Linked DNA regions of Sus scrofa: all the other regions are linked to region 1. The links are chromatin contacts, called in public Hi-C maps. All regions are on one chromosome and are shown on one strand. The core of a region is the stretch at or near the end of the contact, and the rest is flanking DNA. Distances in the headings are between cores, read along the strand shown. Region 1 has its middle 200 kb from the start of ACKR3. Region 2 has its middle 53 kb from the start of COPS8. Region 3 has its middle 22 kb from the start of ACKR3. Region 4 has its middle 70 kb from the start of ACKR3.

Evidence for each region. A called contact is a pair of places that touch in the nucleus more often than the background predicts.
Region 2: a Hi-C map of retroperitoneal adipose tissue shows a contact between it and region 1, with 4 times the contacts expected there. The contact joins two enhancer-like sites. A contact is called at or near these places in 2 of 47 Hi-C or Micro-C datasets (embryonic fibroblasts and retroperitoneal adipose tissue).
Region 3: a contact with region 1 is called in a Hi-C map of retroperitoneal adipose tissue, with 1.5 times the contacts expected there. The contact joins two enhancer-like sites. A contact is called at or near these places in 2 of 47 Hi-C or Micro-C datasets (retroperitoneal adipose tissue and skeletal muscle) and 1 of 2 datasets of contacts at active chromatin or transcription factors (skeletal muscle).
Region 4: a contact with region 1 is called in a Hi-C map of retroperitoneal adipose tissue, with 1.8 times the contacts expected there. The contact joins two enhancer-like sites. A contact is called at or near these places in 2 of 47 Hi-C or Micro-C datasets (liver and retroperitoneal adipose tissue) and 1 of 2 datasets of contacts at active chromatin or transcription factors (skeletal muscle).

The regions. Positions count from the first base shown.
Region 1 is chr15:136,567,366-136,570,429 of Sscrofa11.1, reverse strand. No RefSeq gene overlaps it. Among named protein-coding and RNA genes, the nearest start is that of ACKR3, 200 kb to the right of the region's middle. Within about 2 kb of position 1,534, at least 13 of the 83 cell types and tissues checked have an H3K27ac peak or open chromatin away from gene starts, as enhancers often do. A contact at or near this core is called in retroperitoneal adipose tissue, where this site is marked.
Region 2 is chr15:136,774,130-136,777,193 of Sscrofa11.1, reverse strand. No RefSeq gene overlaps it. Among named protein-coding and RNA genes, the nearest start is that of COPS8, 53 kb to the left of the region's middle. Within about 2 kb of position 1,588, at least 4 of the 83 cell types and tissues checked have an H3K27ac peak or open chromatin away from gene starts, as enhancers often do. A contact at or near this core is called in retroperitoneal adipose tissue, where this site is marked.
Region 3 is chr15:136,391,421-136,394,484 of Sscrofa11.1, reverse strand. No RefSeq gene overlaps it. Among named protein-coding and RNA genes, the nearest start is that of ACKR3, 22 kb to the right of the region's middle. Within about 2 kb of position 1,519, at least 27 of the 83 cell types and tissues checked have an H3K27ac peak or open chromatin away from gene starts, as enhancers often do. A contact at or near this core is called in retroperitoneal adipose tissue, where this site is marked.
Region 4 is chr15:136,438,557-136,441,620 of Sscrofa11.1, reverse strand. No RefSeq gene overlaps it. Among named protein-coding and RNA genes, the nearest start is that of ACKR3, 70 kb to the right of the region's middle. Within about 2 kb of position 1,555, at least 19 of the 83 cell types and tissues checked have an H3K27ac peak or open chromatin away from gene starts, as enhancers often do. A contact at or near this core is called in retroperitoneal adipose tissue, where this site is marked.

The DNA.
Region 1 (3,064 bases), core at 285-2,784:
GGTATTCCCCTTTACTGGCTGTGTGACCTTGGGTGTGGGATGAGGTGGTCTCTACAGCCTTACCCAAGGTGAAGATTCTTTGGGTTATTGGTGGTTTTTATCCAGATGGCTCCCCAACATCAGAAATCTGCTGCATGGAGCTGTTAGCAGAGAAAGCCAGGAGCAGCCAGACCCCAGGGTGCTAACCCAGGGGCCCCATTACCCACAAAGGCCCAAAACGGTCCAGGCAGCATCAGAGAAGAACAGACAACAGGCAGCAGGGGCACTGGAGACATCTGACTAAACTGGTTTCCAAATGGCTCAAGGATACTTGGCATTAGTCCCAGAGGTGATGTGTTTGCCTACTCGGGGCTGCCTGTTCTTTGAGAGGGAGACCCTGGCACCTTCTTCCTTCCCATCCACCCAAGACCTGAGGCTCTAGCTGATCAAACTCTGCTAACAAACACTGAATTAAAATGTTAGCTGCTATGTCCATTTCTCACTGTAGGTGACAGAAAAAGGGCCACAGGCTCCAAGAGTGGTGCCCAGAACTCCTTCCAGCCATATTAACTCCGTCTTATGAAGAAACACATTCTATGATCCCCAGGCGAAGAGGTGCACTGCTAACACCCACAAGTGAGAGCTAATCTCCCCCACACTCTCAGCTGGGTCACAGGGAGATTTTTGCCCCTGGTCCTCTGTCATTCCCAGGCGTGTGGTCTGTTTCTTCAGAGCATGGAGTGCCAATAGCTTTTGCCAAGCAGTTGCATTTGTTTTGACACTTAATTACCACATGTTCCTTAAAAAAAAAATCACCATTTTTTCAGTGACTTGTCACCATCAAGAGTTGTGAACGTATTTGTTGAGTGACTATGTCAATGGTTGGGTGAGGTGGACATTCTCTGGAAAATCTGGATCCTGGCGGCCAACCTTCTCCATGGAAATTATGGCTCTGACAGCCCGGATCTCAGAACGACAGGGTCAAAAAAGCTCTGAACGATACCTATGGCCAAATAAGTGTTCATGGACATCAAGTATGTGGCTTAAGGCATGGATTGAAAAACTCCCCAATATTTTTAAAAATTATGTCACTTTCACAATCAATTACATCAGTGACAAGGGAATGTGCACAGTATTTCTGTTTCTGTGGGGAGTTGTTCTTACTGGCAGTGATTTTGACTCCTGACCATTGGCTTTGGAGCACTGCATGACTCTACTCCTTAGCAAATAAAGCGTATTTGTACCCAGAATCCTAAAGCTACATGGATTCCAGGAAACGTTTGCTCTGGAGCTCCTAGAAAATGATGAAATAAATAATGTAACAGACATGGGAAATGAAAAAAAGTTATTGCCCCCAAATCCATAAACAATTGCTCCTGCCTCATGTTTTCTACAGCAGCCCGTGCACTTCACATCTGTTTTTACACAAGAACAAATAAAGGCAATACCACTTAGGGAGCACGAGAAGAGCTTGGCTTTCTTACAGTTCACACACTTGCAGGACATACTCTAACTGATCATTTGGAAAGAGGACAAGTAAGAAACGTGGTTAAGCTATGAAAGCCTTTCTTCATTTCTTCCTTGCAGAGCAAATAGCCCAGCAGTCCAACAATGTAGTCTCCTGTTTTGCTAAGTAGACAAAATCCGTCCTTCTGCTCCGCAGAGATTAACTCCCGGGGTCTAGGTTCAAAGAGCATCATTCCACAGGGTGAAAGTAGCACAAAACCTTGGCCAAGCAGATTGCTCACCCACCGTGGTTCTTACTAATTGATTTTGTTGTTCACCTGAGAACTCTGGTCCCTCACTTCCCAAACCACCCCCTGGATTTGCTAAAATACAGCTGCGGTCATCTCACTGCTTTGCCCACTGCCTTTTTGGTTTTGTTTTCCAGTTTGTTTGAACGCGGACTAGAAGGTGTTCTTTAATCTTCCAGGGGAATCAGATGGAGCAGCACAGTTGCTGTGGGACCGGGAACCTGTCGGGGAGCTCAGCTGCCTTTGGGATTTCTGGTCAGACTTGTTACATATCTGCCGTTGCTGAAGTGCCTTCTCACACCAGCCCTGGGAGGTGAGGGGGCTGCTCGATCTCCTCCATTTCCAGAGGAGCAGGACACTGGCAACCAGATGAAGGGCTTTGGGCCTTTCTCGGAAGGGAGGGAGTACACCTGGACATTTTCAGTTCCGTGATAAAATCAAAGCTGTGTACTGGGATCTCAGGAAGCTGGTGGTGCTTATGATGGAAGAGGCAGGACAGGGAGAGGAGCCAGAGGCAGAGAAGCAAGCAGACGCTCTGCTGGGAAAGAGGCCATAAATTGAGACTGGTGATGGGGGTGGGGGGACAGAGGCAAGGAATTTTCTCGAAATAGTACTGACTTCCCAGAAGTGGCTGCTTCTGAGTGAGTGGATGGGGGCTCTGGAGGGCAGCCCAGGGCTAGCAATGTTCCCAGGGGCAGATGGTGTCCCCCCCCCCCCGAAATGTGAATCAGTGGAAAAGAAGGACATTTCGGTGAAGGAAGGATGTTCGGTTCACTCTCATGTGCTGAGCTGTGCTGTCGGTGGCCACCTAAGCCACCTCGAATCCAGGTGCAGCTTGAGAGCCATCCAGCATGGAGATTCAGATTTGAACAAAGACACACGGTGGATGCTGTGAGAACAGAAAGAGGGTGGAGGGAGAGGGAACCAGGCCAAGACAACACACCCGCCAAGACAGAACCGGGAGCGCCCAGTGTTTTCTGTGGGGACCATTTTCCTACAGTGTGAATAGAAAAATAGTCTCAGAATGCTCACGAAGATGAACCTTGAAATGAGAGCCTCAGTTCTAGATAGAAATTCTGTGTTGATAGAAACATAATACGAACGGGGGAGAACATGCAACTTGCCACAATTTAGTAATAATTAAGGCCAGGGGAGTCTGGTCACCGTTACAGCCAAAGAACAAAAGAATGTTAGACTGTGTGTGTGTGTGGTGTGTGCGTGTGGTATGTGTGGTGTGTGTGTGTGTGTATGTGGTTTGTATGTGTGTGTGTGTGTGTGTGCTGTGTATATATGTGTGCTGTGTGTGTGTGTGGTGTGCACGGACGTGTGGA
Region 2 (3,064 bases), core at 339-2,838, 210 kb before region 1:
GTCCCTCCCTCCCTGTCAAGTTTTCTCAGAGCCTTTCGAGGTCTCCTTCTCCCCCATCTTTTTTTTTTTTTTCCCTTAGGGCTGCTGCACCCACAGCATATGGAAGTTCCGAGGCTAGGGGTTGAAGTGGAGTGTAGCTGCCAGCCTATGCCACAGGCACAGGCCACATCTGTGACCTACACCACAGCTCACAGCAACACTGGATCCTTAACCCACTGAACAAGGCCAGGGATTGAACCTGCATCTTCATGGATCCTATTCGGCTTCATTACCGCTGAGCCACAGTGGGCACTCCTCATTCTCCCCCATCTTCATCTTCCCTCTTCCCTCTCAGGTAGGAGGCATTACCTTAAACAAGGCAGTTTAGACCTGTGGCCTGGGTCCAATGGAATTAAATCACTTTTTGTGAAAGTCACCATAAAACTTTGGCCATGAGAAGCAAATACAGTTGGTTTTCAAAACAAGCAAGAGTTTGTGTGCAGTTCTGGAGGGTTAGGGGGCCTCGCATTCCAGAGTCACTTCACAAAAGGACTCATTAGACCAGACCCTGCATGCTGAGTCATCTGAACAGGCCTTTGTAAGATCGCTTTCGCTCTGAGTTCTGAAGCAGAAATTGCCTTTTGGTCACGTGGAGAATTACAAAGCAGTCAAAATCGGCGCCTGAGCCATCTCGGCTCCCACCTTCCACCCGGTATTACCAGGGTTCTCGCTGCCAGCCCCTGGCTACCGGAGGGAGGCCTGGGAGCCAGGCGGGTCCCTGCCAGTGTGCAGGGACTCACAGTTTCCTAGGTCCCAGGCCCAGGTAAACAGAACCAGGGATCGAGCTGGAGTGATGATACGGTGTCAGGACTAACGCCCTCGAAGGGAAGGAGGGCTGGCATGCAGATGATGGACCCCTGGACTCTGCAGGAGAGGGAGGACTTCCTCCAGGGTAGGAGGGGCTTGGGGTGGGGAGGTGGGGTGATGGATGTTACTTCCTGAAAGTAGCTTCGAAGAGCAGGAAGAAAAGGTGTGGGCGTGCCTACAGCAGAGTCACTGCTTACCTCACTTATTCCTGAGTTCGTTCAGAGAAACCAGATCTTCAGGGCTGGGTAGTTTGAGGTCCAGGGAGCACTTCAGGGCATCAGAGACTCCAGAAGTTTCCACGCGTGTGCCTGTTTCCAGAGGGAGACTCCACGCTCTCACTGGATTGACAAGCGTGTGTATCTTTGGAGGCATCTGGAACGTTGCATCTGCCGAGGCCCCCTCCCAGGTTTCTGTCTGTGACCCATTTCTGGTTCCTGCTCTCTCTAGACCTGAACCTGAATCCTGCTCAGTTCTCCTGTGTCTCTGGGCGGCAGCATCATGGTCCTGCCTGAGGCCCTTGCATCATAAAGTGGTCAAGGTTGCTGCTTCTGTGCTGAGTCATTTTAGTAATTTCACCTTTCATGTGAGGAGACAGCTCTGTCTTTACTGCACCTGCCATCAACAGTTCTGTGTCTAGGGCCAGTCCGCCAGACCTCCCGTGGGCCTCCACGTCCCCACCTGTGAAGAGCTGAGGACAGAGCAGGCACAGGATGCCGAAAGGACTTAGGAAAGATCAAGTTCACCCCAGCTGAGTGTGCCCTTGTAGTCACTAATACTGACTGCTGGCGACAGCTTTGCTTCAGCCCATCCTAGGTCATGAAGCTGGAAGGGACTTCCTGCATGTCACCCACTGGCCACCAGGTGGATCCAGCTGCCCTGTCTGGTGACTGTGGGTCCTCATTTCTCAGGGCTTCCTGGGTGTCCTCAGAAAGTGGGTGCTGACCCTCACACCATGCACAAAATAAACTCAAAACGGCTTAAAGACTTAAATATAAGACGAGACACCATCAAACTCCTGGAAGAGAACATAGGCAAAACATTCTTTGACATCAAGCTTACAAATGTTTTCTCAGGTCAGTCCCCCGAGGCAACAGAAATAAGAACAAAAATAAATTAATGGGACCTAATCAAACTGACAAGCTTTTGCACAGCAAAAGAAACCAAAAAGACAACTTACAGAATGGGAGAAAATAGTTTCAAATGATGCAACTGACAAGGCCTTAATCTCTAGAATATACAAACAACTTATACAACTCAGCAGCAAAAAAGCCAAAATGGGCCAAAGACCTGAATAGACATTTCTCCAAGGAAGATGTACAGATGGCCAACAAACACATGAAAAAATGCTCAACATCACTGATTAGTAGAGAAATGCAAATCAAAACTACCTTGAGATACCACCTCACACCAGTCAGAATGGCCATCATTAATAAGCCCATAAATAACAAGCACTGGAGGGGTTGTGGAGAAAAGGGAACCCTCCTGTACTGCTGGTGGGAATGTAAACTGGTACAGCCACTACGGAGAACAGAATGGAGGTACCTTAGAAAACTATGCATAGAACTTCCATATGACCCAGCAATCCCACTCTTGGGCATCTGTCCAGACAAAACTCTACTTAAAAAAGACACATGCATCCACATGTTCATTGCAGCACTAGTCACAATAGCCAAGACATGGAAACAACCCAAATGTCTATCGACAGATGATTGGATTAGGAAGATGTGGTGTATATATACACAATGGAATACTACTCAGCCATAAAAAAGAACAAAATAATGCCATTTGCAGCAACATGGATGGAACTAGAGACTCTCATACAGAGTAAAGTAAGTCAGAAAGAGAAAACAAATACTATATGATAGCACTTATATCTGGAATCTAATATATGGTACAAATGAACCTTTCCACAGAAAAGAAAATCATGGACTTGGAGAAGAGACCTGTGGTTGCCAAGGGGACGGGGGGAGTAGGATGGACTGGGAGATTGGGGTTAATAGATACAGACTGGAATTCCTGTCATGGCGCAGCAGAAATGAATCCGACTAGGAGCCATGAAGTTGCAGGTTCAATCCCTGGCCTCGTTCAGTGGGTTAAGGATCTGGTGTTGCCATGAGCAGTGGTGTAGCTCACAGACGTGGCTCAGACCTGGCGTTGCTGTGGCTCTGGTGTAGGATGGCAGCTGTAGCTCCAATTAGACCCCTGGCCTGAGAACCTC
Region 3 (3,064 bases), core at 270-2,769, 180 kb after region 1:
AGGATGGTTTCAGCGTGAGATTTGAGGTGGCCAAGCCCACTGGCCCCACACACTTCCTCTGGCTGATCACTTTCACCTTAGGGGACGTGGGTAGAGGTCTAATTTCCTCTGCCCACCCCACCCCCGCCATTACTAGAGGTACACATGGATTGGCCCTAATCCGTGACCTCAGGCTCCTTCTGAAGTGGTTCTAAAGGGGTCCATGCACTTCTCGGATGTCTCCTCCAACTTGATCTTTCTAGCTGATGGGAACGCATTTCCCAGGGTGGGTAGAGATGCCCTGGAAGCCCTTGCCTGGCTATTGTGCGAGCCGGGGATGCGTAAACATTTCTGGAGGAGACGGTCTTCTCCCCCTGCTTCCCAAAGGGAGAGTGACTGACTTAGCGGTTCAGTCTCAGCACCGTCTCCTAATTTTGGTGCAATCTCACAATCCCAGTGCAAGCCACTCAGGTCAAGTTACTTTCCCAGCAGCCAAGGGCTTTCTCTCTGGCCCTTGAAAGACATGATGTGCTCCATCTGAGTCTCTCCTGAGACAGTGTTTTGCAAGATGTTCACTCTCAGATTGGGTCTTAGACAGCCTCACACCACCCCTGACCTCTCCTCTCTGCCTCGGGGATGCTGAGACTTAAAATGAGACAAAGAAAAATTGGATGGGCTCTGAAGCCACTAAAATGCTTCTCTGGTCGTATAACCTGCTGGTCATCAGAAGGACCTGGGAGGTGTTAAGAAGTGTGGAGGGTGGGGTCCACCCTGGAATTCCTAAACCAAAGCACCCATGGGTGGACCCCAGGAGTTGTTTTTGTTTCAGATCTTCCCAGGGAGTCTCCTTGTTGCAGGGCTAGAAACCCTGCTGCGTTGCATGTGAGACCTGCAGGTGAAACCAGCTCCAGGGCCCAAGCTTTGGATATGCCAGGATGCAGGTGCCCTTCCCACCTTGCAAGGTGGCTCTTCCCAAGCCTGTGTGACTACAGAACCCCCTTTTCTCAGGGAGCATAGGGGCTCTGGCTGGGCTGGGCACCCCTGGAGAGAGGCTGCTGGGACACTGAGTGCTAGCCTTCCCTTCACACCCCCACGCTCATGCTAGATCCTGTGTCGGCAGAGCCAGCCAACGCTGCCTGCCCCTTAACTGGGCTGCAATCCGCTTCCCCAAGGACAAGCCTTCAAACCTCAACCAAGACACTTGCCCTGGTTGTGTCTCTTTCTTCTCGGCAAAACAAGTGCTGGCCTGAACCCCAGAGCCTGGCCTCTGAGAGGCAGAGTCTGTAATCTGCCAGCCAAGAGCCTGGGGCCTTGGGGTTTGGTCCCAAAAAGGGCGATGACGAGGCTGACCTCCTCATGATTTGTTTCACCCAACAGGGACTCAAACCGGGAAGATAAATGGGCAGTGTCCCCACCATAACTGAGCCTGAGCAGCCCAGAAATGACAGATTGATTAAGTCACCCTCCAGGCAGGCTACCAGTGACCACACCTAATTACTCACTGACCACTGTGGCCTGACCGATGGAATTCCACACCCGTGAGTCACCCACCCTCCTTAGCCTCTGGGCTGTGTTTCCTTCTCCAGCCTGCTTGCCAGTGGCCGCCCTACAGAACTGGTACCTTCTGTGAATACCATGTCCTCCGGTCACCATCGGGCAGGAGGTTAACCCCGGAGCGCTAGAGAGGAGCTATTTTGGTCTCAGGAGTCTCCCTGGGCAGCATCAGACATACGGCAGAGTTCCACCCATGCAAGTGACAAGTATTGGCATTTACTAAAATGCAGAAAAGAAAACTATCAAGTGCAAGGGCGTGGGAGTGATGGGTGGGAATCGAATGTCCTTGGTGGGAGACTTTGTCAAGTTCAAGGAAAGGACTCCTTGGTTCACAGTCCGGCCAGGAACAAGGAGCCCCTGGCCTTGGGTTGAGTAGAGAAAAGGTGGTACATGGGTCTTGGTAAATGTCACCAAAGGTGCTGAAGAGCCATTAGAGGAACTGGAGGCCGCCCGGAGATTGGCATGGTGGTCTGAGGAGGGGGACGGGGTGGAGGTGGGTTCCTCGAGCCAAGGCCAAGGCTCCCTGGGAGGAGGGGCTGTGACCGGGCACCTCCAGGGGAATCAGGATCGCAGAGATGATGTAGCCGAGGTTGGAGACACTGACCAGAGCAGAGTGAGGGAGGAAGGGACAGCCTGTCCTCCCCTCCGCCCACCCTCCCTCTGGGCCCATTCCCTGGCCCAGGAGGTCCAGAAGCTGGGGAGCAGGGGTCCCTGGAGGTGCAGGACATTTGGAAGAAGGACTCTGACATTTGTGTGAAGTGTGAGCTGGATGGACAGAGATCAAGTAAGGGACCAGGCGACAGACGGAACCCAGAAAATGTTTGAATTGAGGTGACGGCCCTGATGGGGGTGGCTACAGATGGTGAGGGAAGACAAACCCCAAAGACAGCTTGAACTTGAACTTCCCGTGTGACACTGCAGGTGGACTGCGGTGACTCAGCCCAGAGCACCCCGTCTCAGTCAGGGTCCAATCAGAAGAAATGTGAGCAGGGAAGGTTTTGCATTTCAGAATCATACATTATAACAAGGAATATCTGGCACGTGTTCCCCAAACCTTACTACGAGGACAAGTAAAAAGAAATAGAAATACCCACGTGCCTATGGTATACACATGTGTATCAAAACGCATTCACTCTTATTACTCACTCATCATTTACTTTCCGTTTCCCAAACTGTAAAGAAATCAGAGGGCCTGCAGAGGGAGAGATCAGTAACAAACAAGCCTATTTTTTCCATAAATTCCAAAAAGCCTAAGAAATTTGAGCCCCCAGGTACCAAGGACAGGGTGGGCGTGGCCCAGTGGGGTGCTGGGCTACTGCCAGCCCAGACCCGTTTGCAAGAACCAAGTGCAGGAATCCCACTGTGGTGCAGCAGAAACGAATCCAGCTAGTGTCCTTGAGGATGCAGGTTCCATCCCTGGCCTCGCTCAGTGGGTCAGGGATCCAGCGTGGCCAGGGAGCTGTGGTGTCGGTCACAGATGCGGCTCAGACCCTGCGTTGCTGTGGCTGGGATATAGGCCGGCGGCTACAGC
Region 4 (3,064 bases), core at 306-2,805, 130 kb after region 1:
AAAATCCAAGACGGCTCAACTCATCTTTAAAAGCTACGTGGGGGAGGGATAAATTAGGAGTTTGGGGTTAACAGATAAATAACAAGGACCTACTGTACAGCACAGGGAATCATATTTAATACCTTTTAATAGGCTATAATGGGAAAGAATCTGAAAAAGAATTTATACATAAAATTGAATCCCTTTGCTGTACACCTGCAATGGACATAATATTGGAAAGCAACTCTACTTCAATATAAACAATATTTTTAATCCAAATAGTAAAGAAAGGACTCACAGAATGTATTTCAAGGAGTGAAAATTAAAGGGGTCAGTCCACGCCCATGTGACGGGAACATGCAGTCAAGGAGACACTGTGATCGCATGACCCTGTGCCAGAGCCAGGCCTCTCCGGCAGCCCGGGGTCCTGAGAGGTGGACACAACAACCCAGCAGAGCTGGTGGCACAAGGTGACACCCTCTGGGGCAGCGGGAGGGGCCCACAGCAGGGAGGACCAAGGGGGCTGCCAGCGGGGCTGTGGACTTCAGGCAGGGCAGCTGAGCTGCCCTCCAGCAACAGGTGTCTGTCGGTGCACAGAACCGAGAGCAGGATGTTCCGGGTCGATGACCTGAGACCACCGAGACTGGGTGGAGGACGCCTGCGGGGCAGACACCGAGGTCCTGGGGCGTGTGAGGTGCAGGTTCAGAGGAGACCCTCCCTGCACCCTGCACTGGTGCTGCTGCCCCAAGTCTCAGCTGCTCTTCAGCTGCCCTCAGGCTTCCATTGAGTCCTGCCACTGTGTTTGTTGCTCCTTCCCTAGGCTCTGTGTGTGTGTGTGTGTGTGTGTGTGTGTGTGTGTGTGTGTGTCTTAGTTTCTTGTGCCTGCCTTAACAAATGACCACAAACTGGGTGGCTTTAAACCACAGAAACCCATAGTCTTGGAGGACAGAGCCCTGAATCAAGGCATTCAAATCAAATCAAAGGCCACATACAAGAGCCCTGGCGGGGTGGGGGTGGGGGGATCCTTCCCTGCCTCCTCCGCCCTCTGGTGGCCTCCAGTGTCCCTTGGCTTGCGGCCACATCCCTCCACCCTCTGCCTCCCCCTCTGAGTCTCCCTTCTGTGCTCTCACAAGGACTCTCGTCACTGGAGTTAGGGTCAAAGGGACATCTAAAAGGGTTTCGTCACCTCTGAATCCCTTACTTAATGACACCTATGAAGACCTGTTGTCAACATGTAAATTAGTATTTATTTTAATTATATGAATATTCCAAGGTCCCGGGGATTCTGGGGTGGTGTGGACCTACCTTTTTGGATGCCCCCTGTTCAACCCACCACACCTGCTTGTCACCGTGTTAGGGAAGCCTTTTGCTCCACGTTCTCGGGGAGGCAAAGAGAGGCTATAGGTTTTCTTGGGAGGTGAGTGAGAATGAAAGATGGTGCCTGGAGGGACCCAGTGGGCTGGGCGATGTCATTCAAGAGACCAAGTGGCCGGAAATATGCCTTCCAGGGCCTCGGGAGCCAGCAATGCCCAGAGGGGGACAGGAGCCTCAGGACACAGGACCCCAGGCTCGTATCAAGTCCTCTCCAAATGACCTTGCTTGACCTGGGCTCCCCAAAGAAGGGCCCAGAGAGACACTGTTGGGTGTTTGCTTGAGAAGCTGGGCAGGGGAACAACTGGCTACTTAATTAATGTGATCTGAGGGTGTTGACTGTTTGGGCTGCAGAATTTTACTCGCATGGAACCATGGAAGAAACAGGTCTAAAATCCAGAAGAAATTCTTAGGAAACGCAGCCTGTGACACTTCCAAGGCTGTTTACGCTCATGTTTTGAACAGAATCAGCTTTGTGTTTAACACACAAAAAAGCACGTTGCTAGGTCGGGTTTTCGGCTTTTTCTCGGAAAGGGCACAATTTGCGCAAACCCGGAGGCTGATTGTGAAATCCGAGTGGCTGGAGCTGTCAGGGCTCAGCCCGCCCTTCCTCCGTCTGAAAACAGACGTCTTTGAAATCAAACCCATTTGTCATTCCACCGGCTATTTTTCCTTCCCTGCTCCACTCAGGTTCGAATGACCCTTTGGAAGGCCCGGGGCTGGCCAGCGAGCATGAAAACATTCCTTCCCTGGGGTGGAGGAGCAGCCACATCTGGAAGGACCAGATGGAAGTGGAAAGAACAGAAGCTCCGCGGTGACTCAGCCTCACTCAGGAAGAATGCGCGTGACCCACGCTTTGGGTTTGGGTCCATTTCTGCAGCCTTGTTTTTCTGAACCTCAGCAAGGTTTGGGAAGCCCCTTAACCACCCCCTCCTCTGGGAAGAGCTCTGAGGGACGTCACTCTGGCCCAGCGATTCTCCAAACGACGCAGGCGTCAGACGGCTCCGTGATATTTCTACAAAGTACGTGGGTTCGGGTCACACCCAGACCTGCGGAAGGAGAGCCTCCAGGAGTGGGCACGGCCGTCTGTGTGCCTGGTTTTGATTTTCAGTGTTTTGATGTCCCACAAGTGAATCCGAGGTTTGTCACTTGCCCTGAGTACAGGGGAAATGGATGGATTGCAGCCACGGGACCCAGGCCAGGGAAATGACCTCTCTGCCTCCCTAAGTCAGACGTGAATGGCCACACGCATGAAAACGGCAGCAGTTGAGACCCCTCCTCCTAGTCACCTGTCGCCCCCACACACGAGTGGGGATGAGCCTCCAGCGGGGGGAAGCCCAGCCCTGAGCAGCACGTCATCCGCAAGGCACTCACTGTGCTGTGATTGTACAAAAGAACAGAAACTGAAATTCAACCGTGGCCTTCGCTTTGCCATCCTCACGCTCAGGTCCTCAATCACACGTGTCGTTTCCATTTTTGCCCCGGGCTGCACTTAATCTTCCCTCACTGTGTTTTATACCCTTTACGGTTGTTTATTTTTGAACAGTTGCCCGCCTCTTGTTTTTCACGCCGTCAAACAGTCTAGGCACAGTCTAGATCTCTGTCGGCCTGATGGTCTCGTTATCAGCAGTTTGGGGAGGATGCCCCCCCAGATGAGCCTGCTGCAGCACGTAATTAGTCTTTTTGATGGATGATATGTATGTCCACTGGGAGG